Linked DNA regions of Mus musculus: regions 2, 3, 4, 5, 6 and 7 are each linked to region 1. Evidence: chromatin contacts called from public Hi-C, HiChIP or PLAC-seq and promoter capture Hi-C data. All regions are on one chromosome and are shown on one strand. Each heading gives the region's core, a stretch centred on a gene start, on an enhancer-like site or on the middle of the called end of the contact. The rest is flanking DNA. Distances are from core to core; before and after follow the strand shown. Region 1 holds the start of Casd1 (CAS1 domain containing 1). Region 2 has its middle 20 kb from the start of Gm34470. Region 3 has its middle 13 kb from the start of Pdk4. Region 4 has its middle 52 kb from the start of Asb4. Region 5 holds the start of Calcr (calcitonin receptor). Region 6 overlaps Gm52887 (a long non-coding RNA gene). Region 7 overlaps Pon2 (paraoxonase 2).

Region 1 (3,236 bases), core at 464-2,963:
AAAGATTAATCACATTTAAAAGAAACATGTTCTCTGAGTTATCAACAGTTGGTTCATCAGTACTGCTAATTGTGTTGTATATATGAAAATGTAGGCTTTCTTGATGTCAGCAGTAAGAAGCCAAGGCTCTGATAGGTCATCTGCTATGAATCTGTAGAGGACTGGAGAATTAGCCATAAGGATCTTTTTTAATTCAATTAAGCTATTTGTAAGATAATATATTTAAAAGATACAGCTATGATACTAAAGTTTAAGATCTGGAAAACTCAAGAGTAGGTAGAAACAAACCATCAAGTTTGACCAAAATGGCCTCCACTTTGAGAGATCATGTGAAATGGGAATACAGCCGAGACTCTAGTACTCTCGTGACTGGGCTGTACAGTATAAATGGGCCCAGCGCTAATGTGCACGTGGCTGTCACATTTGTCTAATTATCTCACAGTCACCAAGAGCTGTCCATATAATGACTTTTAGGATACCAAAGGTCAAAACCAAAAGATCCTATCATTATAATTTCCCTCCTACTGTCAGTGACTGTCCTGGTGGCATTTATCGTAAGGAAAGGGGAAAAAAAATCAATCAAAAAAACAAGCAAATATCCCTTGACAACTGAAGGATAATTCCTTCTGAGAAGAGTTCATTGGTTCCTTTCCAGCTTTCCACCAGTATGTAAACCCATATTGAAGGCCAGCTTTCAAAAGGCTTAACTATTTGCTTCGCCCGCTCACGTCTAGTCCGGTCAACTCCTTAACTCCTTTAAGAAACAAACAAAAACCAAAATCCTGCCTCAGTGTCTTTATTTGTAAAAACAAAAACAAAAACTGTGCAACCCAAACTCTTGAAAAGTGTTTGAAAGGCTGGTGGCACCTCCTCCACGGGAGGGAGGTGGGCCATGGGCATCTTTAGCCACACTGGCCCTTTTGGCAAAAGTAAGCAGGGCGGCCCAAGCCGCTGTCCAACCGTTGGGCCCTGAAGTGGCAGGGCAGGAGGCAGACCCCACGGGCGCACCGTGTGCGACCCCAGCATCCGGGAGGCGGTGCCGCCAGGGCTGCCCCCGGGGGCCCCTGGTTCGACCTCCTGCACCGGGGCGCGGGGCCGGGCGCGCCTCCGGAGCCCCGCTCCAGCAGGAGGTGGCCCCGAGAGCGGGAGGCTGGGGGCAGGGGCCCGCAGGGGTCGGCCCGGGCACGTGGGGCGCCGCGGGGCCGCGGGAGGCCGCCGGCGCGTGGGCGTGCTGCGGCGGGGGGCGGCCTCCCGCGCTCGGGGCCGCGGCGCCGCCTCCCCCCGGGCCGAGCCGGCCCGGGCCGGGGGGAGGGCCGGCTCACCTCGGTAGCGGCGGGACGCGAGGTGGCACGCTGCGAGCAGCAGCACGGCCACCAGCGCCAGCACCTTGGCGCTCCTCACGCTGAAGTAGTGGTTGATCTCCCGCTTGCCCAGGTTGTAGGCCAGAGCCGCCATCTTGGTTCCTCCATGACAACAGTGCGCGGCGGAGCGGGGAAGGGGCGCCGCGCAGGGGCAGCACTGGGGCGGCGGGCGCCGTAGCCAGCCGAGAAGCGGCCGCCAGCTCCCTTGCCCGTCGCCCGAACCGCGGGCCGAGGGGTCCGAGCCTGCGGCCTCCGTGCCGCCGGCCTTCCCCGTGCCCTCGTCGGCCTCCCCCCAACCCCGCCGCCGTTGCTCAGCCGTGCCGGTGCCCCAGGCGCCCTGGCCGCCTGTCTCCTCCCCTTCCTCCTCCCTGGTAGCCTCCTGCCTTAATAGCGGCTGCGCCTGTGACGGGGGTCCGGATGCCCGGGGCTCCGGGGTCACCGGGCCCAGACGGGCCTCCGGGGTCACCGGGTCACTGGCGGCAGCGGGCGGCGACGGCTGCACAGGCATGGTGACTGTATGGGTGTTGGGGGGGCAGAGGGCCAGGGCCTGCAGCCCGGCCCAGATGTCAGCTCCGGGGCTATGCCCAAGTGGACTGGCAGCTACCTGAGCCCAGGTTAGGGCAATAGAACTACTGTTCCGGGAAAAAAAAGTACACTCCCTGCTTCCCCCATCACACCCTTTCTGGACTTTCTACTCTCTGCTCTCCCACGGTCGTGGGGCCTTAACGGCAGGCCACCCACGACCTGTCTGGCAAGTTCCTCTGCACCTAAGATGCTGGCCAGGTGTTGGGGTGGCTGTAAATCCGAACACCCAACTCAAGTGTAAGGCCCATGTTCACCGTTTAATACTCAACTGCCCAATGTGCTGTTTGTCCAGTTGCAGTGGGTGTAGATGCATCCTGTACAGTGTGTCTAAGTTGGTGTGGATGTCAGTATAAGAGCCCCTTTCTCCTTTATGTTTACACAATATCTTTGTTGACACTAAGGTTGGCCAGGGTAGCAGATTGGTTGCCTGTGGCAATCCTTAAACTTGGTTAATGTTTTGTGATTATCAATAGACCCAGCACTCTGTGTGTCCTTTGAAAAGCATTCTTATTCATACCCTTGGTCTTGAGTTGCCTTGTAGACAAGAATGGCTATTTGCATGTTGTGGTTAGAACAAGTAAGTCATTGTTGAGTTGGAGGTGTTGGCAAGTCTTCTTTACAACTTTTAGCCAACCCCAACCTTGTGCTTCCAGACCCTTCTCAACATTCTCGAATGTTAGAGAAAAGGGACTTAGAGATCCTGTCGAGTCACTCCCATCCTCTCCACTGAAGGATTTTTAAAATTATGTTTCCAGCCACAATCATCATATGATGATGAAAGATTCTTGTCGCTTAAATGAAATCACATACATCACTGTCATAGATATAATGCTAATAAGCAATAAAGTTAAATAAGTGTACAAACACTTAGGCACTGTTCCCTGCAAGTGGTCGCTTAATTTTGGCTCTTTCTTCTGATCTGAGGCTGATCACATGCTGGCAGAATTGAATCAGATACGACAACAACCAGATAACTGGGCTAACAATATGTGGCCTGCCAATCACATCCTAGACACATACTATGATGTCATCAACACCAAATTAGAATTTCTGATCCACCTTCAATAACCAGAGCTAACCCCCAGGGTTGGCCTAATGCTAGCCAAAAATAAAGAAACCTGACGTTGTACTTAGTTGTGCTTCCCAGAAGGCTTTCTGAGATACTGGGAAAATCTGGGAACCCCTTTGTCCTTTCCTCTGTGTTAAAGTTAACCCCTCTACCTATTTCTGCTTTTCCTGGTAGATATCTCCACATAAGATGGCCCTTTCCTGTGGCATCTATAAATGGTC
Region 2 (3,236 bases), core at 459-2,958, 980 kb before region 1:
TATCCTATGTCTGGGTTTCTGGGGAGCTAATAAAGATCAGACGTGTCAACACACTATCTCTGAGAAGGACGTAAGATTCACGGGCACTGAGGCTCAGGACCCTGCATTTCTCAGTTACCCAGCCTTAGAACTCTGATGCAAGGGATAAATAAGGACAGAAGAACCTTTGGATATAAAAGGTCAGGCCATGCAATGCCACGGGCTGCAAGTAGTTACTGATGCCGTGCTTGGCCTCTGTGTGGGATATCCTGAATTTCCTTTCCTGATGCCATTCTATAGGGCTCTTCATGAACATCCCGAGGAGGGAGTGCTTTAATAGGAGAAGTGGCCAATGGTGCTGTGTGCCGTGAAGAGTACCAGTATCACGGGTAACTTGAACGTCACCAGGAAGTAGCCATGAAAGGGGATTCGCAGAGTACTATGGAGTATTGCTTAGGATTCTGGCACTAAAGCTTGCAATAGTACTGCTTAAACAGGAGAAACATTTCTTCTTCAGGTCTAACAAATCTTGGCACAGTCTCTTGCTCTGGAATGCCATTCCATTATTGTATTGACCAGAGGCTGCTCTCTCATTCCCACCTTATGAGTAGTTCATATCTCAAATTCATACCATGGTACGTCAGCTTCTAGAACTTGAGCTTTCTCATCGATGTTCTACCATGATGAAGGAAACAGAAAACAAGACCATCAAGCACTGTCCCTTTAGTAAGCTCCATGACTCTCCTACTAGCCTCTCACCAATCACAATCAAGGTGCAATCAGAGCTAACTGCCAAAAAAACCTAGGAAATCTGGTCGGTTGAATGACAAGTGCCTGGCTGGTGAGTAGCGTTATAGTGTCAAATAGAAAGACTGCATACTATGGAACCATTAATAATCCCTTTAGAAAGTGAGGTGATAACCTGGACCCTTGGGGACACCTAGAAACTAAACCACCAATCAACAAGCAAGCTTGAGCTGGACCTAGCTTCCCAAGCCCCACACATATGTAGCAGATGTACAGCTTGGTCTTCATGCAGGTCCCCCAACAACTGGAGCAAAGGGTGTGAGAATGTCCCTGAATTTGTTGTCTGCCCATGGATCCTGTCCCTCTAGCTGGACTGCCTTGTCTGGACTCAGTGTGAGAGAATGTGCTTAGTCCTGCAGTGACTTGATATGCTAGGGTAGACGAATACCTGGGGTGGAGGTGGGCTCACCCTAGAGGAGAAGGGAATAGGACTGTGTAAAGGAGACCGGAAGGAGGGGGGTGCTGTAATTGGAACGTAAAATCAATAAATAAATTAATGAAAAAAATTAAAAATTAGTTGATAAAAAAGAATAGAAAACAAAATAGGAAGAGAAAGTACAAAACCACAGACATTTGTTTTCCCAAGTGAGTGCATTTTTTATGCCACATCTTTTGAGAATGGTTTGGATGTTTGGTGGTTTAGAGCATGTTATTTCATTTCTGAATGCTGAGAAGGCTGTTGGAGGAAGAGGCTTTGCAGTCAGAGAGTCAAGAAAAGCAGCTTAACTGCTGAGGTGGTCATGTGAGCTGAGGGTTTGGAGTTTGGGTAGAGATTTCCAAACTTTAGGCACATAAAAATGTTGACATTCATTTCTTGTTAGGCCTTATTCGGCCAGAAACTGAGGCCAAGTACTAGTGAGGAAGGCTAAGCCTTTGCTTGAGTTTAGAGACCTGTCTTGTTCACTTCCGTACTGGAGTGACTCAGCACTTCCTGCTTAAGCCTGCCTCTGTCTAGCTACCCCTGATGTGTCCATTTCTTATAGGCCCCATGAGATAACCCCACACCCCTGGTCATCTCACCCCATACCTTCTGTCACCCTTCCCTGACCCCTATGCCATCTCACCTCAGCAAAAATCCCCACCTTCTTCCTCAACCCTATATAAACAAAAGACTAATACAATAAAATGAGTTCCTGCTTTGAGGACTCCCAGCTGGCCTGGTGAATCTCAGCCCCAAGAGACTCAGCCAGACTGGGTTCTCTCCTTTGCCCCGGACATGCCAGTAGAGAGCTGACAACTTTTGTGGTAGGAAACTCACACACCATGTAACATAACAGCAACAAAAACAACCTCTGCTACTGAAGTCCTTATATGCCATCTTCAGTCTTGTTGGGTAAGTCAATCAAACCAGGACAGCTGAAACCCCCTTCTCTCTATGCAAGACTTTCTAAACCTCTGGAGAGACAAACTGAATCTAGGAGTGTTGGTCCAAGACAGTTTTAATGATTTCCCGAAAATCCAGTTCAATTTTGTGGGAGTTCAATTTTAAGGCTTCAAGAATATGGACCCAATGTCATCAGACCATTTATGGCACTTTCAGAAACACTGCTGTCCATCAAGCACCAACCATCATCCTATCAGACATCTCTGCACCTCTGCTTCTCTCTTTAATACAACCTAAGAGTCCTCTTTTTACACATGGTTTCCTCAAAGGCTAACTTTCATCATGCTATCATCTAAGCTACCACTCTTATCTCATAACTAATGTTTGGCATTTCAATAGCAATGCCTGCACAATATGAGTGGCATTAATCCACGCTTGCTCATGATGCCACATGCTATCATTAATAACTTGGGGTACTCTATCATCACTTCAGGCTGTGATGTCTTTAAATTCAGGAACTTGTCTTTGACTGGCATAACATTTGACCTAGAAGATGCCCTGAAAGTCCCAGAGGCCGAACAAGTACATAGGGCAATGAATACCAGACTGAACAGAGGATCAAAAAAAAGAAAAGAAAAAGAAAAGAAAAGCAGAAAAACTGACAGGGAAACCAAAATCAAGCAGTGTAGTGGAAAATAAAGATGTGATAAACAGAATATTGTAAAGAAAAAATAGAGTACAGCCGGAAGAAGGTCATTAGAGCCTTGAAGACAATGTGGGTGATTTAATCACAAATAGTTTTAAGAAACACGAGAAAAGAAGTCTGCAGGCAACTTGAAATAGACTCTTAAGTACCTTTCAAACCCAAGAAAAATAGGTAGCAGAAAAAAATCAATGCATTGAAACCCAACAAAGCTTCAATGTACCATCCCTTTTCAATCAGTTGGACAGAAAATGATGTGTTTAGTACATCCCCCTTCTTCATGTTTGGACCTTTAAACAGGGTATTTGGATTCACAGTCTGTAGCCAGCTCAGATTGTCTCTGCTTCCAGCACGCTGCTGTACTTTTTAAATGACACTAGCCTTCCAAGCAAGATTGATTGTAAACCTGAAAAGGTTATATGT
Region 3 (3,236 bases), core at 258-2,757, 910 kb before region 1:
CATTGGGCAAGTTTCGTCTGTGCTGTGAGTAAGCCAGCTCTCTGTCTTTTGTATATATTCATCTTGAGATGTTGTTCATGCTCATTCCTTCTATTCTGCATCTCTCAGGGGTGGCAGGATCGAATTTATCTAACTCTGGGAACCATGGAACCTTGTTTGCAAGGTCTCTCTCAAAACTATGCCATGGTAGCCTCCCAAACACAGTCCTCCCTGCCCTATAAAATCTAGAGCCTATTAAAACAACAACAAAGTGAACAACAAACAAACAAGCAAAAATCTAATAGCCAAACTCTTTTTTTGTGTGTGTGTTTTTTTGTGGTTTTTCGAGACAGGCTGTCCTGGAACTCACTTTGTAGGCCAGGCTGGGCTCGAACTCAGAAATCTGCCTGCTTCTACCTCCTGAGTGCTGGGATTAAAAGTGTGCACCACCACGCCCGGCATAGCCAGAGTCTTAGGGCAAGAAGCAAGGGAGGGGGCTCGAGGCCACAGCTTTTGTTCTAGTTTCTTGAATAGAGATTTTATACCAGTCTACATAGAGCTGCAAGAAAAGTATTAATTTTAAGAATCTCAGCATCACAGGCATGATTTCCCACTTTGCTCTTGTTTATTTTCCCACCATACATGACCTAGAAAACAGACACCATGGCCCACTTGCTCCATACAGCTCACAATGTGGAACACGGGCTATAGTGTTTGCTAAGTCGGGAGTTTATAGCATGTTTTGAAGTGTCTTTAGTAGCCTGGCCTGAAGATGGGCTACTGCTCTAGTCTAGAACTAGTAGTAAGAAAACTCACAGGTTCTTTTTATAGTAATAGATTTTTTAAAAGAATCTCTCCCCTTTCTGTTATGTATTCTATTTATCTAGTATAAATATATGAGCCTGCAAGACATTCAGTTCCTCTCAGTCAGTACTGGGTGGCCCCTACTGCACTTCACAACCTGTTTTTCCACTTGGGCAACAGAATTTAGAAAAGGCACATTAGACTCCTACTTGGATGCTGTTGGAATAGTCATGGGCTATTCTAGGGTTGGTGTAACCTTTCCCCCAGAGAACTCTATTTCCACGAACAGAAACTAGATGCCTGGGCGTTGATGCATGGAAGGTTATTACTGCACAAGAGTGACCCTTCACCTACTAAACTTCCCCATGTTGACTGAGCTGCCAGGCAGTTCCGGCTGGGCTGTTGGAGTGGGTGTGCGACTAACCTTTCACCTACTTCATCTGCCTTGGGAAAGCAAGGTGGTACCTGCCTGGCTTCTGTAAGACGAGCTTTTTTTTTTTTTTCTTCTTCTCAAACAACCCAGATAAAACTGTGGGGACAGGAAGTCCCTTTATTTTCAAACAAGAAACAAGTTACTGCTGCCCTGGCAAAGTAAAATAATCCCTGTGCTTGAAATAGCACGTTGTTAAAGTAAAGAATGCTCGAATCAGCATGCATTCAGGAGTCTGGACATTAAAATACAAGATAGTGCTGCCCAGTGTGTGAAGGGCAGAAGAAAGGATGCAACAGGAGAGCCCCGACCTTTCGTACTCTGCCTGGGTCCTCTTTGGCCCCAGCACTGGCTGTTGAAATCCAGCCAGACCCTATTTGTCACTCAAGATTATAAACATGTTTTCTGAACTCAGCACTTCGGCTCCTCTAATTTATTTTTAGAGCAGAGGAAAGAACTGTATGTCTGTGTGGTGATATTAAAATTGAAGATGTTAGAAGAGTTGTTAGGGTCAGAGCCTGGGCCCTGGAAGCCCTAACAAACCAGGCTCCTCCACAATCCTCAACAGGGTAATTACAGAGACAAGAAAAACAGAGGAAGACGTATTCCATTGCCCACATTGTCAAGCAGTCTAGTACCCCCTCCCAAGTCTATCTCTGGGTATAAACAGAAATAAGAGCATAATCAAGTTTGGGTGGGTCCTCATTTTGAGCCAGCCCCTGTCTTGCCTGCCAGGTGGTCCAAAAACCTCTTCAGAACTGTGCGAAATCTCTTTCTGGGAGATATATCCCTATGGCTGGCACTGGAGTTCAGCTTCTTTTTTGTCCCAACCGATTCCAGCAGAAATCCCAATTCCTTGGGGATCATGGTTTCAATCGTCTGAGAGTCAAAAGGAGGGGACCAGTGTCTCTAGAATATTTTCAGTCTTGCCAGGATGGTTACAAAGATATTCTAGTTTATCTCAGACAAATCTGACCCAGTCTTTACATGTAAGAAAACATCAGTACCCTCAAAACACAAAATTACAGAGTAGACAGTAACTGGTGTATTTCAAACTCAGTTAACACTGTTGCCTGTTTTCTTTGTTAAGTAAACAGACATTCTTAATAATCAGATATCAAAAAGACTAATGTAAAAGTTTTTTTTAACATTTACTTTTTTTTTTCTAAGTAGAACTTATGAACCCCAGGCAAGTGAGGCAGAGGTTTCTATTCAAACTGAGGGTTAGCACATCCATGCTTCCTGCTAGCTCTCTCTGCCCTCTTTTGCAAGTGAGGAGAGTAGGATAATACATGGATTCTAATTTTTTGCCTCCTATAGTCATGCTAAGGACTGTCCTTCTGTATCATTAAAGGAGTCAGGCCAGATGCTGCTGCTCATAGCCCAGGTGGACCCTTAGACCAGGAGACAGAAGCATGGAGCCTCTCCAAGCTGGCCACTGACTCCACCACGCCTGGAGGGCTGAGCAGCAAGGCAAGTTAGACCAAACAGAAAGAGAGGTAACAATCTACCTTCTTGTGAAGCAGACCCAGTGGTATGGGGAAGGAATAACTTCCAATTTTAAACCATACGTTTGATTTAAATAGTATTTTCAGTTTACGGGTAACATTTGGGCCTCTGTCCTTTGACCGTCAAGAAGTGACTTACTCAGGGTAATGTTGACATAACTTCTGTCTTAACACTACTCTGAGTTAGAGAAAATAAAAACAGCCACAAAACGATTTCCTCTAGAGAATATGCGTGTCTTCCAGATGACCCAGGACTTGGCTGTGAGTGCTTGACTGTGTGGAAAGTCAGAAAGGTTACCAAAGGCTGTCACAGCACATGAACCAAGGGCAGGCTAGGACAAGCACTGGAGTTTTCTAAGTAAGAGACTTCTACATGGATTCCGTGAGTGCCAGGACTACACAGAAGAATACCTTGTTTGGTGATGATCTTAGGAAACGTAGGCAATGGTCAGTAAGCAGAGGAAAGGCAGAAGCCTTGGAAGGTTGTGGAATTTCAGCTTGCCGTACCCCAGCAG
Region 4 (3,236 bases), core at 346-2,845, 840 kb before region 1:
TGTCTTCCCACATTGGACTCTCGCCATGTGATGGCTCCTACCTGGATGTGAGTGCATCCTACCTGGGCGTGGCTCTTTAAATTTTGCATTTTTCCCTGCTGAATCTTTTACAACCACCAAGGTCATTCTCTCCTAAACTTTTCTATTTTCAGCTATTTGGTAAGTGGTAAGTATATATGTATATACGTCGATTTTCATCACATAATTGCAATAGATTTTTTTACACTATTCTTCTACCATATAAAAGGTAGTATTCACACTTAGGCACTAAGCACACAGAATATGGTGGGTGAATGGATGGATGGGCAGATGGATAGACAGACGGAAGGATGGATTGTTGGATGGATGAATACGAGAATGGATGGGAATAATAAGGATTTTTAGAATTCGGTGGCTGACACCTTATAGATACTTCTTGGTTATCGGAAGTCTCAAAACTAATAAAAGGGACCGAGACTTAGAAAGTCAGTTTAACAACTTTGAAACAAGAAACTATGCCTCATATAAACATAAGGAATGTCTGAAAAAGCTCACTTTGCAAATATTTCTTTTTAAAGTAAACAGAAATAGTGCTGGTTTTTTACTGGCACTGTTGTAAAGGGATCACCATGGATAAACTTGGGTTTGTAGCTGAATCAAGGTGATACACTGGGAAAGCGGAAGACTCAGGAAAGGGTGGAGGCGTGTGCAGGCTCTGGAGTCAAAGCCAAGTTTTCTCTAACTTCGGTGGTACTAGCTGAATTCCAAGGGTCCGTAAGCTTCTTTGCCATAGCGAGAACAAAGAGAGAATGGGGGCTTGACTTCTGAGACTCTTTATTTTCAATCTGTGGCAAGGATGGGAGGGAGGGAGAAGTGACAGCTGATCTCTCCTGGCTCCACCCTAAAGCTTCATGGTATGAGTTCCGGAAACACAAACTACATGAAAGAAGCAAGAACCTGTTGACATATGGCTGGATAGCAAGATTGCACTTGCCTGGGGTGATACTGGCCTCTAGTAATAATTTTAAAACGAGCCAAGGATTGAGAAGAGCAGAAGAGCAATGTACACAGTATGGGAGGGAGGAGAAAAGACGGATAGGCCGTCCAGCACCACACAGTGTCCCTGTTTGAGCAGAAAGCAGCCTGGCTGTTTGTTCTTGGCATTGCTCTAACTCTCTCATACTTTTCTGGCTACTTCCCAGACAGAACGACATGTTCCCTGCCGGGTGCCTAAAGAACTTAAAAACATGTTTGCTTGTGCAACCACCAAATGAAGTTGTTCCTTGTAACAAATTATTTCTTGTCTGGAGTGTCAGGAGGTCTCAGACTTGATCGGCAAGTTCCACCCAACACCGTGTCCAAGGCACATTGTTGGTATGGTTGTGACACTCATTCAATTGAGGCCAAAATAAAGTTTAAGGGAGCCTAACTGTTCCAGTAAATCCTGATTCAAAAATACTCACTTGCAAAGAGATGGTCTCGCACCTGTTTCTGCTCCCCTGCTCCCCTCCCGCCGCCCCCCCCTCCCCCCATGAGCTCCTCTGGCTGGCCACATTACTCACCCTGTGGGAGCTAAAATAACACAGATTAACACCAGTCCGCCAAAGCCAGCGAGTAGGCGACAATGACTCAGCGACTCAGCGTCTCACTCTCCCTTATCTGGAAGGTGAAATCCCAGTAGAGGAGGCTTAATCAGCTAGCGTGAGGGGTCCCTGCTGGGCCTCAGAGGGCTCACTCCCTGTGAATAGAAAAGTGGTAAACAACCTAGCTTCTCTTTCTGGATTCTGACCTTAAAAACAGTAATCTAAGTATTGTAGGGTATCTAAATCAGAGACCAGATTTCCTTGCCACACACCAGTTCTTATAAACAAGACGGGCCAGAACTTTCTTTCTCAAAGTTGATCGTTTCTCCACCTCCCAGTATATGCCGCTAGCAAGTTATCCGGTGACTCCTTGTGGATTTTTCTTTCAAGGTCTTGCCCTGTGCTGACTGACTGCAGTCTTCCTGTAAGCCCTCTCCTGCCGTGCAGTTTTCTCCTGTGTCATAGCTCTACTGGAATTCTCCCTCCTGATCCATAAACCTCTCAAATTTAAGAGGACCACAGTTAGTTATGACATGAGAGATGTATATGTTTAAATATGTGCATATGTATCTGTACATATGTATATGAGTGTTTGTGTGTGTAACAACACAGAACATGAGCAGACATTGTTTGTTTGTAATTAAGCTTGTATCCTATCTACACTTCTAATTAGCTGTGTGACACTGGACAATGACATGATTTGTCTGTGCTACAGTTTCATCATCTAGATGATGAAAACTGTAGTATTCGTAGGGTTGGAGTACAAATAAATCAAATTGTCTGTTCAGTCAGCGTCACTAGATCTCTGTATTTATAGCCCCCCCCCAAACTGAAGTAAGAGAATTAATGATGATCCCTGTGTTTGATTCATCAAGCTACTAATAACTAAAGACAAAAAATGGAAAACAATAGATGTGGGAATTCCAGACATGATCAGCACATTCGACAGTATGACGCCATGATCTTGATAAAGTCGTGGAACTTGGGGCTGGAGAGATGGCTCAGCGGTTAAGAGCACTGACTACTCTTCCAAAGGTCCTGAGTTCAAATCCCAGCAACCACATGGTGGTTCACAATCTGATGCCCTCTTCTGGCGCATCTGAAGACAGCTACAGTGTACTTACATATAATAAATAAATAAATTTAAAAAAAAGTCGTGGAACTCTGCAGTTCTTGTCTCCTCAAGCGTGAAGTAAGGGTTCAGTTTATGAACTGTTTCATGGTGACTCTGCCAGCAGCACTTAGCTGAGGCCTCTGTGAGCACATGCTCATCGTTTTCAAATAACCAGCAATGACAAACGACACACCATTCCTTCAGTCACAAGACTTGGTATCAAGTGTCCCCTGTCCCTAGCAATGGCAGCAACAAATAACATCGTCCCTCAGAAAGGCCTCGCTGCTGTGTGAGAATGGGCTTCTCTCTCCTACTTTTTGTTCCAGTGAGGCCCCAGCCTGCTTGAGAGTGCCACTCCCATGTGAGGAGGGCCTTCTCGCTCTATGGTGCCTCACACAGCAGTCATCTCTGGACAGAATTTTACAGACCTTCGCAGAAGTTTGTCTTGCCAAGTTTCTAAGTGCCTTTTCACCCAGGAAGGCTGACAGCACAATAAACTATCATAGCAAGTCAAATTTATTTGACATCATTAACTTTGAGCGAAACTGAAGTTAAAACTC
Region 5 (3,236 bases), core at 409-2,908, 840 kb after region 1:
CCCTCTCACCCGAATGTCTGGCCCCTTGTCACATTTCACACGGCCAACTATTACTGCCACTTCAATCCAGAAAATGAAGGGGCTAAAGGCTCTTCCCCTGCAGTGGAGTAGTGCTTTAGGTTTGATTGTATGAGTCTCACTCGGCCCTCTTGGTCACCCGGTTGAAGGTGAGAGGGAAAGGCAGAGAGCAAATGGAGTAGGGGGCCTATTAAGACCTATTAAGACCTATTAAGACCCCCATGGAAATCGTACAGCTGACTTGTCTTCCACTGGGGCAATAAAAGCCCCAAACTAAACAGATTAGGGGCCCCTATAGTCTCTCTGCATGGAAGAGTCGAGTAGGGGTTCAAATTAGGACAGAAGCACATACACCTTTGCCTGAAGTCACTGACTTCAGGGGCAAGGGATCCAAGGATGGATGAACAAGGAGAACTGCAGCCCCTTTCACAAGACACCTGAATCTGTCACCCAGAACTACCCAAACTCAACCTCTGAGTGCCTAGGAAAGTATTTTGTCTTGCTCTCTGACGCTTCCCCATTCTATTATTACTACTTTTTTTTTCTGGTGTGTTAGTCACCTCGAGGGCTACAGCCACTTTGCATTCCCGGGATACACAGGTAACTGCTTTTCCTGGCTTTTGCTTGAACAGTCAGGAAAAGAAGTGCCCGCTGATGCCTGGCTGCACCCAGCTCCGGATAGGAGGTGGAGGATAGCCCGTCCTTGGAAGCAACTTGCTTTCCTCCCAGGGTGCGCCTGCCAGCCCAGACTGCGCCCGCCTGGAATCAGATTGTCCCGGGCTCCTGCTGGCTTTCAGTGGAGAAGGGGAATTGTCCTCAACACCAAGTCAGGTAGGTACCTCAGACTACTCTTTTCTAGCTGTGCTCACTTCGGTCATTCACCCTAAGATAATAAACCAGCAACAACCTCTTTTGTGGAGGGCAATGTCCCCCCAAATCCAACCTGCACCTTAGGTTGCACCTGCCCAAATCCAAAGGGGTCCAGGGCTTGCTGGACCCTCTGGTTTTTCTTACCCTCTGCCTCCGGGGTCCTTACTCAGCACTCCAGGTCTTGGTCAGCTGTTTTCTCACGCTCCCACCCTAATTTTACTGCCGCGCCCCACTACAGATTCCACTCTCCATCGGGTCCCTGGTGCGGTCACCTGAGTGACCACGTTTGGAGCCAGGGACCACTCTCTTTGGGGTAGGGTTCTTTGGGAAACTCACCTCCCTACGGAATTTTCATCCTCCAGGGAAGGGGTTGGACTCTCAGAAAGCTGCCTCCAGGGACGGGTTACGATCACTGAGCCCAATCTGTCGACCACCCAACTCCCTCCCTACTCAAGGTCTAACTGGGGACCCTCTCCCGCTTCCTGGAGCTCCGAGCGCTGGGGTGTGGGGACTCTTGGGGTGTGGAGCAGCGGCAGCGAGTGCAGACCCTCTCCCGCTGGGGCTTGGGGTCCGGAGGAGCACGGAGCGGCTGCTAGCCCCTCCCTCCGAGGGCTGAAGGGGCTGACGCGCAGGGAGGGTCCGGGCGGGGCCGGCTCTGAGATCGTCCGCTCCCCCCACCACCCCCCTTGGCCGCAGCGCGTAGGGAGGAGGGAGCGGGTGACGCGCGCACCGAAAAGGACTTAAGTCGGAGAAGTTTGCGCACAGCTTCATCTCGGAGCGAGCAGCGGCAGGCACTGCTAAGGTGAGGCTCCCGCGCTTTGGGGAGCAGAGCAACCGGGAAAAGGACCTTGCCTGGAGCCTATTTTGCTTTGCAGTCTTGGGCTTTAAACCTACCCCATAAAGGAGGCTTAAAGGTCTGGAAATTGGAAGGTGGACAAGAAGGAGTGCTTAGGACTAATTCAGTTTGCTCTCACTTTAAACTAGGAGAGCCAGCCGCCCAAGACTCTGGGCGGACTGCACCTGGCTGGCTTGCAGACAACTCTTGGTTGGAGAGGTGCTTACTTCTGCGCCTCACCCTGCCGTTGGCATCCCCTGCCTGCAGATGCCCAGTGAAGTCTGCGTTCCTGAGAACACCTGAGCTGTGCCCAGACATCCAGCAAGAGAATTCCTGGTAAGAAGAAGGGGTTTTTTCCCCCTTTCTTTTTTCTTTTTTGGAGGGAATGATTGGAATTAAAGATGTGGAGTGTCCCAGGAAAGATGATAGTGAGAATGATACTTTGTGGATTTTTTTTTATATTGCAAAATTGTAGTTTGACTGGTTGATACATTGTGGATTTTTTTAATTGCAAAATTGTGACTTGACTGGTTGATACTTTGTGAATTTTTTATTGCAAAATTGTAGTTTGACTGGCTGATACTTTGTGGATTTTTTTTATTGCAAAATTGTAGTTTGACTGGTTGATACATTGTGGGTTTTTTTAATTGCAAAATTGTAATTTGACTGGTTGATACTTTGTGAATTTTTTATTGCAAAATTGTAGTTTGACTGGCTGATACTTTGTGGATTTTTTTTATTGCAAAATTGTAGTTTGACTGTGATGTTTAGAGGTGTTCTTGTAGGGTCGGCTTAGTCTCGGTTGCTTCATTTTACCATGGCTTAAGAAAAAAAAGTGTCATTGGAAGATGTGATAGTTTATACCTTTGTGTTGTGGAGCTCTCTGGTTCTGTGGGTGTTTTATGATATTACTCATATGAATTTTCTCTCAAAAGTTTTAGCCTCCTGTACTGCTGAGTATAGCAATTTCTAGGCTTAAGGTCGTGGCTTTTCCTAATAGATGTTTAATAGGTATCAATTAAAGAATGTGGGCATCTAGGCAGCGTTGTGCTGGGTCTTGGAATACAGTGGTGAATGCTGTTGCTTGTTTGGTCATGTTCTACACAGAATTTCCAACAATCATTTATGCATAGCAACCATTCTTCACACCTATTAAGAAAAATCTGTTGTTTACATAGTTTCCTAATAAGCCTCCTTTGTTTTACTGCTCTTTCTAAGACAGGGTGGATAAAGTAAATTAGGGGTCAATTAATTAATTAATTAAGAGGTCAAGAGGTCACTTACCTTGAGGTCTAAAATGGTGCAAAGTCAAAAATCAAAAAAGTGCACTTAGAATGGCCGCCTATTCTGCAAGCTTTGCCTCTGGAATCTACCTAAGAGTTCTTGATGATACCTTTAATCTAATAGTATGTTAATCTATGACCTATTGTAAATCTATATACTTCATCTATAATATATTGTAAATCAGAAAAAGGAAACATGATTCTTAGGTGGCCATGGCCACCATTGTGTT
Region 6 (3,236 bases), core at 233-2,732, 710 kb before region 1:
TCGCATCTCAGATTGCGTTTCCCACCCCTGGAACAGTGCTTGGTGCTTCCCTAAAGCCCAGCACCCGCCTGGCTATGGTGTGGGCTAAGTGCAGTCAAGCTCCCTGTGTTTCACCTCCTAAGCCACCTTGACCTGAGGCGAGGCCAGAACATGTACCCACACACTCCAAAATAAATAGATAAATAAATAAATAAATAAATAAATCTCTCACCAAGGCTGATTGCAGCAATAGTCTGTGGATTTAACCATTCACAAGACAGTTTAATGGCACAACACAGCCATTTAACAAAACAATAATACAGGCTACCCCTCTAGTGCTTCTGAGTTCCAAGCACGCATTTCTTCCTATTGAGCAGTGTAAAAGTAACTTGAATTTGTCACATGTAATTATCCTCTTGAAGGCTTACTGATGAATAAATTGACCCTGAATAAATATGTCTAGCTTTTTCTGAATTCTGGCTGGCTGGCTCAACTTAGCTGTTCTGGCTCAAACTCCTCTCCAAGCTGACTGATTCAATCTTGCTCCTCTCGGCTTCACACTGAGTAGCTGTGCTTAGCCTCAAACTAACTCTGGCAATCTGTTCTAATCTTCAGGCTTCGTTCTCTGGTTCATTCTGTCTTTACCTGCAACCTCTCTGTAAAACTGTCCATGTTTAACTGCCTCTTCTCTCCTTCTCTCTGTCTCTCTCTATTCTACTCTCTTAAGTAGCCTTCCTTTCCAGTCATGAGAGTTGGGTGTATCCTATATCTGACTCATTCCATCAAATCTTTCTTTGCTTTGTTACTTTGTCTCTCAATTAGACACCATTTTCAAACATGGTTGTTTACTTCTACAAATTAACTTTACTTCCATTCTGAGAGATTACAGGTGTGTACTAAAAGAGTGTCTCTTTTCCAGCCAGAGAGATTAATGGTGTGTGGTGTGTCTACAATCTAGCCAGATCACACAGGTGTAGGTCTTTGGATGGGAACCCTTGCCATAGCAGCCATGCTGCTGGATTAAAGTTCCACTACAGAGTGGGCCTCAAATCCAGTCAGAAGGCAGGTGGTAAAGCCATTACCATGTAATGTTTTCTCAGGTGTAAAAAACTGAGAAATCTCATCTCAACCACATAAGGAAGCAGAAAGCAAACAAGTGGGAGAGTGCTATCAAAGTCCTCCCATAGTGGCATGCTTCCTCCAGCAGGCGCGCATATACTGTAGTTTCTATTACCTCCTCAAACAGTGTCACCCACAAAGGGACACATAAATGAGGCTGTGGAGGAACACATCATTTAAGCCACCAGTTAACTCTGTAACAGTCGTGCTACTATTGCAGCAGTGGGCACATCTTGGCTGGCAGCTCAGTAGTGCAGAACACAGAGTCTACAGCTGTGTCCTGTTGTTATTAGTGACTTTTTTTCCTCCCTCCTACCTACTGCCCATATCTTCTGGCACTATGAAAGCTATCCAGCTTAGGCCCTACTTCTTATCTTCTTGTGTCCTGAAGTCAACACATGTGAAATCTTTACTGTTCAGGCCAAACTATCTAAGCCTTATTAGCAACCACTAGCTGTGGCAACAGCCTGCATTGTTTTAGAGACCTTAAGAGGCTCTCTGATAACATTGCACAAAGAGGAAGTTCACCTTTAGTGCTCTTGTTTTTACTGTCTTCTGGGAGTGGTTTTTTTCTTCCATACACCATATTTTCATACAAACTATTATAACAAGTACATTTAGCTTACAAAATAGCAGGTTTACTTACAGCTTTCTCATATACCAGTAGTGCTGGTTGGCCCTTTCCCCAAGCCACTCCTTCCCCCACCCAATCCCACTAACATCTTTCTTTTTTTTTTTTTTCACTAACAACTTTTTACTCCCCAGTATTACCATCTCAATTTTAATATCACACGTGTCCTCTTATATATTCCACCCCCTACCACAAACCTCCTTCCTCTCCCTTCATGGCCTCTTTTTGGTTTTCTGGCCTCTAAACACACTCACTCCTAAATAAATGCACATATATAAGAACTAGAACCTAGGATTCACATATGGTAAAGCTGTCGTTAAACCTGTACAAGTACACACTGCCATGCAAGCGCATATCTTACACACATATAGTAGCAGTGGCAGTAGTAGTAGCAGCAGCAGCAATAATAAATTTAATTAAGAAGTTTAAGTGAGATGCAGGGGCAGAGCACTCCAGAGATGACGTCTACGTGACACCATTTGGAAAACATCCAGAAGCTCCGGGTGCTACTAAGATGAGCAAGTAAGTGAGAGAGAGAGAGAGAGAGAGAGAGAGAGAGAGAGAGAGAGGCAGAACAGTGTGTGTGCAATGAAGAGAGGAGGAACCAGAGACTTGAGGGTAGTGATGAACAAGCTGATATGAGTAGACTTCAGTGCCACTGGGGGCCATGGTGAGGTCCTTCCCTGTGCTGATACTGACGGCCATGTCTGCCATGGTCCTGCAGCAGCAGGTAACTGTGTCGATGTCCATGGCCCATGTTACCACCTAAGACCATGCAGACATTCCTGGTCTGGACTGACTCCTGGGGCCATAGCCCTGCCCCTCACTGGGAGAGTGGCCCACAGCTTGCCTGGGCTGCACAGTAGAGGTGGCCCTGGTGATGTGGGAGTAGAAGAGACAGCCTTGTTCCTCTTCTGAGAAGTACTGGAGACCTGGCTCAGATGGTGTGGGTGTGGGACAGCTGTTAGGCTGAGCATCTCAGCTACTACCCAGGCCCAGATTCAAGACTTGGTGCTGGCCCACCCCCACATCTACCCCATCTCTGAACTGCTGGAGCAGGTAAAGGGGCCACTCCTCCAGAACCAAAGCTACAGGATCTGCATGACACAAGTCAACAACAGGATATCCAAGAAGAGTCCTGGTGAAGATCCAATATTGAGAGTGTAGCAGAAGCCAGAGACCTTGAACCAAACCAAGGACTCACTGTAATGAACATTTGCAAGAAAGGCTGTTTCTCCCACAGCAAAATTTTCACAATGATAGTTGTTTGTTTGTGTTTGTTGGGGGGGGGTGGGGAGGAGGTTGGGGGGTGGGGAGGAGGTTGGGGGGTGGGGAGGAGGTTGCGCGGTTGGGAGGGGATATGGAGGGATGGAAAGATGAGTGGGGTTGGGGGCCACGGTGTGAAATTCACAAAGAATCAATAAAAAATTTAAAGAAAAAGAAAAAAGTTTAAGAGAGATAAAAAAAAGTTTCAAGCACTTCCCAAGTACTGCGAAATAACCTAATA
Region 7 (3,236 bases), core at 328-2,827, 670 kb before region 1:
TGTGTGTGTGTGTGTGTGTGTGTGTGTGTGTGTGATGTATAAAGTCTAGAATGCTCTGTAATTTGAGTCTTTTTAAGCCATGCTGCCACAGGTAAAAATTCTATATAATGACATTTTTTTTTTCCTTTTTAACTAAAACTTGTGTGGCTCTCTGTGCAAGATATGCACAATGTCAAACAGGTCAACATTGCAGCCTGGATAGGAAGGGATTCAAGATACCCCACACCTTGCTGAGAATCTGTTGGCAGTTGGTCACTGATGGACGTGGAAGTGTAGTTTTACTTCAGGGGATAGTCTCTAATAGGCTGAATGTGCACCAGTGGATGGTCACACACCATGGTATACAGGCAGTACTAATTTTGTAAGAATCAAGATGTATGTGATATGTAAAGGAATGTTATGTTTATATTTGAGCCTCATCTACACGAGAGATCTCATTGTTTTTGCAAACACCAAAAACACTTCTAATCTCCTAAGGATTTTTTGATAAAGGACACTCAACATTCTCTCTCTCTCTCTCTCTCTCTCTCTCTCTCTCGCGCGCGCGCGCGTGTGTGTGTGTGTGTGTGTGTGTGTGTGGTTTCCCTGTAGACCAGAATGATGCCACTCTTTATAATGATTAGTGTCCTGAGCAAACTTTCTTGAGAAATGATGAAACGCCAGACTTCAGGGTAACACTCCCCAGGCCCGGTTTGATAAACCCTACAATTTTTTCATGGCTGTCACCCTCATCTCAGATAACTTAGCAGTCAAATACTGGCCTTTCTCGGAGGAGCAGCTTGTCTTCTGGGAAGCTTACATGCTTTATACAAAGCACACGCATGATAGCTGGGGGTCAGTATCCCTGCAGAATTGAGCATCCTCATTGGAAGGGGACTGCTACTAGAAAAATAGCAAGACTAGGGAGTCTATAACCACTGGAAACTCACGGATCCACCCCCCCCCACCCCACCCCCCCGCAGCCCAGCTTGCACTATCCTCCTGCTTGAACTTGATAGATATTTTTTAATCTTTACTTCCCTATCTAGGTTATAAGCATGTAATGTCCAATCATTCTTTCCCCAAATGCACTTCATAATAAATAGGAGCATGAATACCAATCAGGCAGTTTCTAAATTGGGAGCTTTTTCAGAAAAAAAAAAAAAAGAAAGAAAGAAAGAGAAAGAAAATGCCTCCCTTGTAGCTCTGGATTTTTTCATTTGACAGAGAAGAAAGCATCTCTTTCAGAAATTTTTGCATAAGATAATTGAAATTTCAATTTAATAACACCTTTGCATAACCGGCAAGAAACGGTAATTGTTTTTAGCATATCAGCCTCTCACTTGGAGCGCTGGTCTCTGACCATTTCATCATCTGTCTCTCTGCGAGTGTTTATTGGATGCTTGTTCGTTCCCAGCTTGGCAGCTTTGTGAGGCAGGTAGAAATTGAACAGTCAACCTTCGTTTGACTAATGACTAAGCAAGGGGCCTCAGGAAAGTCCAGCTGCAGAATAAATGAGGTAGGGATAGATGTGACTGACAGCCTAATGACAGTCAGGCCTAGGCCAACAGCTCCCTCTTTATAGGTAGCTGTTGAAGCCCAGAATGCGGTGTCAGAAATCATGCATTTAGCTGGGCATGATGGCACACACAAGGAACACCAGGACTTGGGTGGTAGAGTGGCCAGGAGAGCCAGCCTACCCTACCCTATAGGAGACCCTGAGCCAAAAAAAAAAAAAGGTATTAATAAAGAAAAAATTAAATATAAATTTATTTATTCATTAACTTATTTATTTATCGAGACAAGGCCTCATTGTGAAGCCTGGTTGAGCTTAAACTCAAGTTCCTCTACTTCCCATGTTATAGAATTACATGTGTGTCACTGCACCTGGCTAGATCTCTTCCCTTCCATAAAGGATCCTGCCAAAGGCTCTGCCCTCTAGTTCCGTGGTACTGTGTGTAACTGTTCTCTTCCAGTTGCCATCATAGTACATTGCCTCTGGTTCTGAGTCATCATAGCTTCCTTTTTCTTGGGGTAGGGGGTTGAAAACTTCCCCAAATTTCAAATCCCTGCTGTGGAAAGCTTGTGAACATTCATCTAATCTTCTACATGGGGACCATAGGCTTGGATTTCCTCTCCCATGGTATTTTTTTTTTCTCTTGTAGTGTGAATGACATCATAGCTGTTGGGCCCACCCACTTCTACGCCACCAATGACCACTACTTCTCCGACCCTTTCTTGAAGTATTTGGAGACATACTTGAACCTACACTGGGCAAATGTTGTTTACTACAGTCCAGAAGAAGTTAAACTGGTGGCAGAAGGATTCGATTCCGCCAACGGGATCAATATTTCACCTGATAAAAAGTATACAGCCCTTCCCTTGGTAGCTCTACTTTTAAATAAATTGTCCCCCAAAGCCAAATCCCTTTGGTTTTACTATACCAATTTTAATTTTATATATAACAATATAGTTTGCATATTAAGTAACACTATAATCGAATGATTTGATGTTTTAAATATAAGACAAAAAAGAAATATTCCAGGTTTTAAAATTCCTCCTTCAATACAAAATTTAAAATTATTAATGTCGTTCTATAAGGATGATTCTAAACTGACTTAACCATTTCTCTGTTGATGGCTATGTAACTTGCTTATTTATTGTCTGTCCAAAAACCATTTCATGCTTCTCGTGTACCACCACAATACATCCCGTTACTACTTTAAAATAAGAATTCTTGAAGACACCATTAAAGCATCATGGTTACACTTTGGACTCACACAGGAAAAATACCAGTTACTTCACTGTGAATCTCAATTGTTTGAATACTTGTGTAAGAATTCTATAGAATGACGCCTATGCACAGGCCTCATGTGCATCCTTTTCATATTAGCCAATATATGTTGCCCAATTGTTTACCAAAAGTTCTCTCCTTATTTTTATGTGTACAATCACAACTTAGAAGAAAGGGTTTTTAATTTGGGGGTTGTTTTCCAGCATTACTGCATTGAACAAGTTAAACTACCACAATTATAATGGGCTGTGAATTTGACATTCTTTGACAAATCAAGCGTTCTCATTTTGTGATTAAAAAAATCTGTCTTCACCATTTTAGTACAGAAAACTAATATAGATCATTCAAACCATCTCCAGCTGGTCCAGTCAAAGCTCTATTTTCTCCACCTCTAATATGCTGTGTTTGTTGCAGCTTGCTTTCAGCCCACCTCCATCTTTTGAACTCTAGCCACTGTGGTCTT

Evidence for each region. Promoter capture Hi-C pulls out the DNA fragments that hold promoters and counts their contacts. Hi-C and Micro-C count contacts between places; a contact is called where the count stands out from the background. HiChIP or PLAC-seq counts read pairs in DNA pulled down with a chosen protein or histone mark.
Region 2: a contact with region 1 is called in a promoter capture Hi-C map of 3T3-L1-derived adipocytes, with 6 times the contacts expected there. The contact joins the enhancer-like site here to the promoter of Casd1 in region 1. A contact is called at or near these places in 14 of 39 promoter capture datasets (the 3T3-L1 cell line, 3T3-L1-derived adipocytes, the C10 cell line and 6 more), 6 of 115 datasets of contacts at active chromatin or transcription factors (astrocytes, embryonic basal ganglia, embryonic stem cells and 1 more) and 1 of 9 other capture datasets (embryonic stem cells).
Region 3: an H3K27ac HiChIP or PLAC-seq map of the NIH/3T3 cell line shows a contact between it and region 1, with 6 times the contacts expected there. The contact joins the enhancer-like site here to the promoter of Casd1 in region 1. A contact is called at or near these places in 8 of 39 promoter capture datasets (the 3T3-L1 cell line, 3T3-L1-derived adipocytes, embryonic stem cells and 3 more) and 1 of 115 datasets of contacts at active chromatin or transcription factors (the NIH/3T3 cell line).
Region 4: a contact with region 1 is called in a promoter capture Hi-C map of 3T3-L1-derived adipocytes, with 4 times the contacts expected there. The contact joins the enhancer-like site here to the promoter of Casd1 in region 1. A contact is called at or near these places in 4 of 39 promoter capture datasets (the 3T3-L1 cell line, 3T3-L1-derived adipocytes, embryonic stem cells and 1 more), 2 of 115 datasets of contacts at active chromatin or transcription factors (bone marrow-derived macrophages and stem cell-derived neural progenitor cells) and 1 of 9 other capture datasets (embryonic stem cells).
Region 5: a contact with region 1 is called in a promoter capture Hi-C map of embryonic stem cells, with 2.6 times the contacts expected there. The contact joins the promoter of Calcr here to the promoter of Casd1 in region 1. A contact is called at or near these places in 2 of 39 promoter capture datasets (embryonic stem cells and hippocampal neurons) and 1 of 115 datasets of contacts at active chromatin or transcription factors (forebrain).
Region 6: a contact with region 1 is called in a Hi-C map of B cells, with 7 read pairs. The contact joins the enhancer-like site here to the promoter of Casd1 in region 1. A contact is called at or near these places in 3 of 484 Hi-C or Micro-C datasets (B cells, the Ba/F3 cell line and CD8 T cells), 4 of 115 datasets of contacts at active chromatin or transcription factors (bone marrow-derived macrophages, embryonic stem cells, extraembryonic endoderm stem cells and 1 more) and 1 of 9 other capture datasets (liver).
Region 7: a contact with region 1 is called in an H3K4me3 HiChIP or PLAC-seq map of bone marrow-derived macrophages, with 3 times the contacts expected there. The contact joins the enhancer-like site here to the promoter of Casd1 in region 1. A contact is called at or near these places in 14 of 39 promoter capture datasets (the 3T3-L1 cell line, 3T3-L1-derived adipocytes, the C10 cell line and 8 more), 1 of 484 Hi-C or Micro-C datasets (pre-megakaryocyte-erythroid progenitors) and 5 of 115 datasets of contacts at active chromatin or transcription factors (bone marrow-derived macrophages, embryonic stem cells, extraembryonic endoderm stem cells and 1 more).

The regions. Positions count from the first base shown.
Region 1 is chr6:4,599,388-4,602,623 of GRCm38.p6, reverse strand. Casd1 (CAS1 domain containing 1) reads right to left here and starts at 1,713. Exons shown (of 18, transcript NM_145398.4): 1 at 1,323-1,713. The coding sequence starts at 1,455.
Region 2 is chr6:5,581,638-5,584,873 of GRCm38.p6, reverse strand. No RefSeq gene overlaps it. Among named protein-coding and RNA genes, the nearest start is that of Gm34470, 20 kb to the right of the region's middle. Within about 2 kb of position 1,708, at least 46 of the 459 cell types and tissues checked have an H3K27ac peak or open chromatin away from gene starts, as enhancers often do. A contact at or near this core is called in 3T3-L1-derived adipocytes, where this site is marked.
Region 3 is chr6:5,507,807-5,511,042 of GRCm38.p6, reverse strand. No RefSeq gene overlaps it. Among named protein-coding and RNA genes, the nearest start is that of Pdk4, 13 kb to the right of the region's middle. Within about 2 kb of position 1,507, at least 106 of the 459 cell types and tissues checked have an H3K27ac peak or open chromatin away from gene starts, as enhancers often do. A contact at or near this core is called in 3T3-L1-derived adipocytes, the NIH/3T3 cell line and liver, where this site is marked.
Region 4 is chr6:5,441,255-5,444,490 of GRCm38.p6, reverse strand. No RefSeq gene overlaps it. Among named protein-coding and RNA genes, the nearest start is that of Asb4, 52 kb to the right of the region's middle. Within about 2 kb of position 1,595, at least 173 of the 459 cell types and tissues checked have an H3K27ac peak or open chromatin away from gene starts, as enhancers often do. A contact at or near this core is called in 3T3-L1-derived adipocytes, embryonic stem cells and liver, where this site is marked.
Region 5 is chr6:3,762,045-3,765,280 of GRCm38.p6, reverse strand. Calcr (calcitonin receptor) reads left to right here and starts at 1,658. Exons shown (of 16, transcript NM_001377018.1): 1 at 1,658-1,690; 2 at 1,873-2,059. Gm33576 (a long non-coding RNA gene) reads right to left here and starts at 1,482. Exons shown (of 4, transcript XR_377297.1): 1 at 1,225-1,482.
Region 6 is chr6:5,313,512-5,316,747 of GRCm38.p6, reverse strand. All of the region lies in intron 2 of Gm52887 (a long non-coding RNA gene), which reads right to left. Among named protein-coding and RNA genes, the nearest start is that of Gm52887, 15 kb to the right of the region's middle. Within about 2 kb of position 1,482, at least 44 of the 459 cell types and tissues checked have an H3K27ac peak or open chromatin away from gene starts, as enhancers often do. A contact at or near this core is called in B cells and pro-B cells, where this site is marked.
Region 7 is chr6:5,268,087-5,271,322 of GRCm38.p6, reverse strand. Pon2 (paraoxonase 2) reads left to right here. Exons shown (of 9, transcript NM_183308.3): 6 at 2,145-2,345. Among named protein-coding and RNA genes, the nearest start is that of Pon3, 13 kb to the right of the region's middle. Within about 2 kb of position 1,577, at least 5 of the 459 cell types and tissues checked have an H3K27ac peak or open chromatin away from gene starts, as enhancers often do. A contact at or near this core is called in bone marrow-derived macrophages, where this site is marked.